Linked DNA regions of Mus musculus: region 2 is linked to region 1. A link is a contact called in public promoter capture Hi-C data. All regions are on one chromosome and are shown on one strand. Each heading gives the region's core, a stretch centred on a gene start, on an enhancer-like site or on the middle of the called end of the contact. The rest is flanking DNA. Distances are from core to core; before and after follow the strand shown.

Region 1 (2,700 bases), core at 110-2,609:
TCCCTCCCCTGCTGCTAGAAGCTGAATGTGCTGATCCAGGTGACACAAGGCACACAGGAGGTGTCACTACAGGTGACACTATAGGCACACAGTCACCAGGCTCTGAGAACCTGTAGACATCAGGACAGCCTCGTCCATGGAGACTATGCTGATGGGCTACAGAACAGATCTGGTACAGAATAGACCAGTTACGCCTGCTGCAAAGACCTCGGTGGTCCAGGGAGGTGCTGTGCTTTGGCCAAGGCAGAATACTTGGCAGAGATGTGGCTGGGAGCGTTCCACCTGTTTATTCACCACTCTGGCTAAATGGTCCTATGTGAGTGTCCAGCTATCTGAACCCAAAGGAGGAGGACAGGACTTGTGTCTGCATCAGGGACACTATCACGAAGCAAGAGTCCATCTAACACTTGATATAACCCAATGCCAACTCGGCAGCCCCCACAATAGACATTCTAGGATCTCTGTGAGTTCAAGACCAGCCTGGTCTATACAGTGAGTTCCAGGACAGTTAGGACTACATAGTACATAGTGAGGCTCTGTCGTGTGTGTGTGTGTGTGTGTGTGTGTGTGTGTGTGTGTGTGTGTGTGTGTGCGCGCGCGCGCCCCTCTGTATGTGTGTGCCTCTGTGTGTGTACCTCTGTGTGTGTGTGAGAGAGAGAGAGAGATGTTTGTGCTGTAGTATGTCAGTGCCATATTCTGCTCCAGTGGAAATCGGAGGACAACTTTCAGGAGTCGGTTCTCTCCTTTCCATGTGGGTCCCAGGGATGGAACTGGGGCTATCAGGCTATCGGGTTATAGGGTTAAGGGACTTTACTGGCTGAGCCATCTCATTGATCCCTACAATTTATTTATTTATCTATCTATTTATTAATTTATTTAATAGCTGCATTTCCTTATATCAGGAAACAAGAATTATTACCCTTGATTTTCCAAGGAGCAAACAGATCACCCCACCACCGCCAAGACCGAAAGGAAAAGCACCTTGCTCAACATGGAAGACCTGACTGAGACCAGGAGGCACCTCCGCCAGAAAAAGGAAGACCCAGCGAGGGAAAGCGATTGTTCTGAAGTCACACAGTAGATTAAAAAAGCAGACCCCTGGTTGCTCCTGCTCACTCCCAGCTTCCATCCTGGCCCATGTGCCCGTGTCTTGTTCACCACCACCACCACCACCATCACCACCATCCGGGGTCGCGCTCACATGCTAACACCACCAGCTCCCAGCACGGCCGATGGAGACCCCTTAGAGCCTCAATGTCCATCGGTGGAATGGGCGTGCGAGGAGGAACGAGGGCGGCCTGGCGCCGGGCGCCTGGCTCAGCAGCAGGGGCGTGGCCGTGACTCAGCCGCACAGTCCCGGGGTCGCCCAGCCGGTCCGACCGGCCTCGGCAACGCGCGCAGGACGCCGGGCTGGGCGACTGAGGGGTGCAGGGAAGGGAGCCGCCAGGAGCCTGCTTGGGCGGGAAGAGGAGCGCAGGCCGCGGAGGAGAAGGATGGAAGCGAGACCCCGCTGAGACCAGCGCGGGGCCACTGGCCGGGATCAACATGTGTCTGCGCATAGGTGAGCTGGGGCAAACGGGAGACCCACTCCTGGGGGGACCCCAACCCGAAGTCAAGCCGCCTGCTTCACCCAACCCTGCTTCACGTACTGGCCTGCTTCAGGTCACTTTCCTCTCAAGCCTAAGTTTCCTTAGAAGCGGGGTGACAAGCGGCTGGGTTTTATTTCCTTTATGCAAGTGCTCTACCACTGAGCTACACACCAGCCTAAACATTTCGAGGCTCAGGGACTAGCCCAGAGCTCAGTACTTAGCTCACTCTAACTTAGAACTTAGAACTCCTTCCGCCACGACCAGCAGCTGGGGGCTCCAGGTTTGTGGCACTGAGGCCCAGCTCTGAGTAAGCCTGGTTTTGGTGGGGCCAGTGGCACCCCCAGCTCCTGGCCCTATTTTCCTTTCTAAGGGGCAAGGCTAGATAGGCTTCGGGATCCGCCGGTAGGGGAAGAGATGCTGAGAGATGAAGAGATGGGGATGTGGATGTAGGGTCCAGGATCCCGGCTCCTTAGCATTACAAAGATGCCATTTCCATACCTTCCTCTCATCCAGCCAAGCTGGAGGGAAAGGCCAGTCAGCCAGCATCTTGACAGAGTAGACTGGTGCGCCCCTCCCCCACGCCCTGGGCAAACTCTGCTGTTTGGGATCTAAGGGGTTCCGTTCCCACTCTCCAGCACACACATCTTTCGAGCCATGCCTATTTCTCCTTGGTAAAATGAAGACCGTTGCACCCACCTCTTGACCAGGATGAAGTTCCGGTCTGCTAATAAACGCTTAGCACTACACCAGCCACTTGCCCAGTGTTCCCAGCATGAGAACGAAGAACCAAAACCAGCCTAGGGCGCTCTGACTAAAGCAAGCAACCCTAGCCTTCTTGTCTGACCAAAGCCTTGGTCCAGAGATGCTGCTGTTTCTTGAGCCCAGCCAAAGCCCAGTAGTGGCTGGCTGATGGGTAGGTGGATGGGGTGGGTGGACAGGGTGGGACCCAGGAGGCCCCTGGAACAAGGCTGCAATTCCTCTTCCTGTTTGGCCAGCTGTTCATCTTCACAAGGCCATTCCAGTTCCTCGTGCCTTTCCAGTCCATGGTCTGTCCTCTGCTGAGATGACAGTCCCAGGGCCTGCAAGCTAAAGGAGAGCTCGGAGAGCAGTT
Region 2 (2,713 bases), core at 169-2,668, 200 kb before region 1:
TTGCCGGAGGCCCTGTCCTACACCCAGGAGGCTAGCAGCTCCCTCAGCCTCTATTCGGGAGACGCTACCATCCCTTCCCCTCTGTTACAGCAACCCAAAGTGTCTCTGGCCATGGTCAGACTTCTTTTGAAAACCAAATTGCCTCAGTTGAGACCACAGGCCCTGAGAACACTGCCTGCAAAGGGACCAGAGGGGACAGGTGTGTGACCTGAGCATTCTGCCCTGAGTCAATGCCCCTGGGACTTCAGACAACAGTGACCCGGTTGGCTGGGCCCCTTTCTTTGTCTGCAGAACCTATGAAGTCACTCTGGCTCAGCACCAGAGCCTTTTATGTCCAGATGGGAGAGCTGCTTTCCCTCCCCCAGGGACGTAACTGTGGCTTCTAGTGGCTTCCTGCCTACCCCTCCCAGCCCAACCTGCCCATTAGATCACCCGAGAACCCCATCGAACACCTGTCCTTTACTCTGGAGCCTCCACGCTTCACCACCTCCAGCCCCCTGCCCAGTCCCCCAGCCCTTCACCCACCAGCCCCTCTGCCAAGCCATTCTAATTCCCCCTCCTCCCAGGTGCAAACTCCCAGTGAGCCAGGCAGCTCATTGTCCCAAGGACACCAGACACTCCTCAGCCTCCCCAGCCTTGTCTGGCCTCTCCCCCACTGCTCCTCATCTGGATTTAATCATTATGAGTGCCAGACTGTTCCCCGCCCCACTGTGTGACCCAAGGCAAAGCTGTCCCCCAGCTGAACCTCAGTTTTCCCACCTAAACCTTAGGGATGGTCCCAGTTGTTGCCAGGGTAGATAAGGGAGTGAACCGGTTTCTTTGTAACTTAGTAAGCAAGTTTTACTCTTTGTTGTTATGTATCATGGACACTTTTCCCCAAGCTGGTTAGACTTTCCGGGGCCACAGAATGGAAAGACACAGCTCGTGTTCCAACTCACTTTTCACACCAAGTAGAATCTGAGCAAGCCACTTACTTCAGAGAGCCTCAGTTTCCCCTTCTGAAAAAGGGCAGCAACCATCGTGACCTCAGGTTGCTGTGGTGCTCTCGGTAGGGCCATGCCTATTCCGTGCAGGGACGGTGACGGGAAGCTGGGACTGCAGAGGGCCTGGGGAAGTGGGAGGAAGCCCGTGGGAACAGATTTCTTTTTCTAAGGCTTGGCTTGTGGGGGGCTTGGGGGGAACAAGCGTATTTCCTGTCCCATCATTCCCCTGCTATACTGGAAAACAAAGAGTGTTTCTCGCTGGGCGCCTGGGCAGTCTTTCTCTGCTGCTTGGGTGATAGTTGAAGAACAGAAAACATTCTCATGGAGCCTGGAAATCTGTGACCCTTCCTGGGTGCCTTCTGACCCAAGGCCTTAGAGAGGTTTGAGAGCCTCGGGACATACCTGTAGAGGAGACAGGCCTCGGGCCCAGCCTTTGGTTTATAAATCATGAATGTCGGAATGTCACAGCTAGAGGTGACCTCTGACCTGAGCGAGCCTGGGGAAAGGCTTTGGTTCCTCAGGGTCTCGCCGCTCTCCAGAGGGTACCTGGAGTAGCGGGAAGGGGAGCTGCCAGGGTGCCTCTCAGGTCCCTAACTGCTCCCTCTGAAGGCCACTGCCTCTGCCAGCTTCAGGGAGACCTTCGAGTTCTGGAGATAGGACTCTCTGTTAAGACGAGATGGGAGAACTTGTAGCCTCACAATCTCCGGAGTGCAAAGGACACTCAGAGTCAGGCCATGCCTCTATCCTAGGGAAACTGTCAGGCTCAGCCCTAGCCCTAGCCCCAGCCCCAGCCCCAGCCCCAGCCCCAGCCCCAGCCCCAGCCCCAGCCCCAGCCCCAGCCCCAGCCCCACCCCCAGCCCCAGCCCCAGCCCCAGCCCCACCCCCAGCCCCAGCCCCACCCCCAGCCCCAGCCCCAGCCCCAGCCCCACCCCCAGCCCCAGCCCCAGCCCCAGCCCCACCCCCAGCCCCAGCCCCAGCCCCAGCCCCAGCCCCAAGGAGCTGGCCCCATCCCTGGAGAATCAGGACCTGCGGCGCAGAGGATGAATTTTCTGCTCTCCTCTACGCAGGACTCAGCCGGGTCAGGCTTTCCCCGGCCCACATGCTCTTCACTGTCACACTGGTCTCAGAACCACCAGGAGCCCGACCCACTCAGCAGTGGCTCTGGAAGGGACCCACAATGTCCTACACAGACTTAAGAGTCAGGCTGAAGCTGGGTGGTGGCGCACACCTTTAATCCCAGCACTTGGGAGGCAGAGGCAGTTGGATTTCTGAGTTCGAGGCCAGCCTGGTCTACAGAGTGAATTCCAGGACAGCCAGGGCTACACAGAGAAACCCTGTCTCGAAAAAAAAACCAAACCAACCAAACAAACAAACAAAGAGTCAGGCTGAGTCTTCATGCTGCTTGCCAGTATCCCCCTGACTGTTCCTTGACCCCTGGGGTCTCCCCACTACCATCTCCTTATACCCTCCTAGGCACCTGGGATATAGGAGCCTGCCATTCCCTACTGCTGGTGTTTTCCCCGGAGCCCTAAGCATCCCCACATCCACTCCACCCCAACGGATCCCAGTCTGTAGTGTAAATGATGCAACATCTGTATCTAATTAGTTTCTTACACACACACACACACACACACACACACACACACACACACAAACACACACACACTCACACACACACACACACACTCACACATCCTTCTAGCCTTTCCTCTTACTGTGGGAGTTCTTCA

The links. Promoter capture Hi-C pulls out the DNA fragments that hold promoters and counts their contacts.
Region 2: a promoter capture Hi-C map of trophoblast stem cells shows a contact between it and region 1, with 7 times the contacts expected there. The contact joins the enhancer-like site here to the promoter of Tmem54 in region 1. A contact is called at or near these places in 23 of 39 promoter capture datasets (the 3T3-L1 cell line, 3T3-L1-derived adipocytes, the C10 cell line and 15 more), 3 of 15 datasets of contacts at CTCF or cohesin (the NIH/3T3 cell line, embryonic stem cells and large pre-B cells), 12 of 484 Hi-C or Micro-C datasets (B cells, the C2C12 cell line, the HL-1 cell line and 5 more), 13 of 115 datasets of contacts at active chromatin or transcription factors (craniofacial prominence, embryonic basal ganglia, embryonic forebrain and 7 more) and 4 of 9 other capture datasets (adipose tissue, embryonic stem cells, liver and 1 more).

What each region holds. Positions count from the first base shown.
Region 1 is chr4:129,104,171-129,106,870 of GRCm38.p6, forward strand. It overlaps Tmem54 (transmembrane protein 54), which reads left to right and starts at 1,360. Exons shown (of 6, transcript NM_025452.4): 1 at 1,360-1,561. The coding sequence starts at 1,546.
Region 2 is chr4:128,903,998-128,906,710 of GRCm38.p6, forward strand. The region is part of intron 4 of Trim62 (tripartite motif-containing 62); the gene reads left to right. Among named protein-coding and RNA genes, the nearest start is that of Gm33901, 12 kb to the right of the region's middle. Within about 2 kb of position 1,419, at least 46 of the 459 cell types and tissues checked have an H3K27ac peak or open chromatin away from gene starts, as enhancers often do. A contact at or near this core is called in craniofacial prominence and trophoblast stem cells, where this site is marked.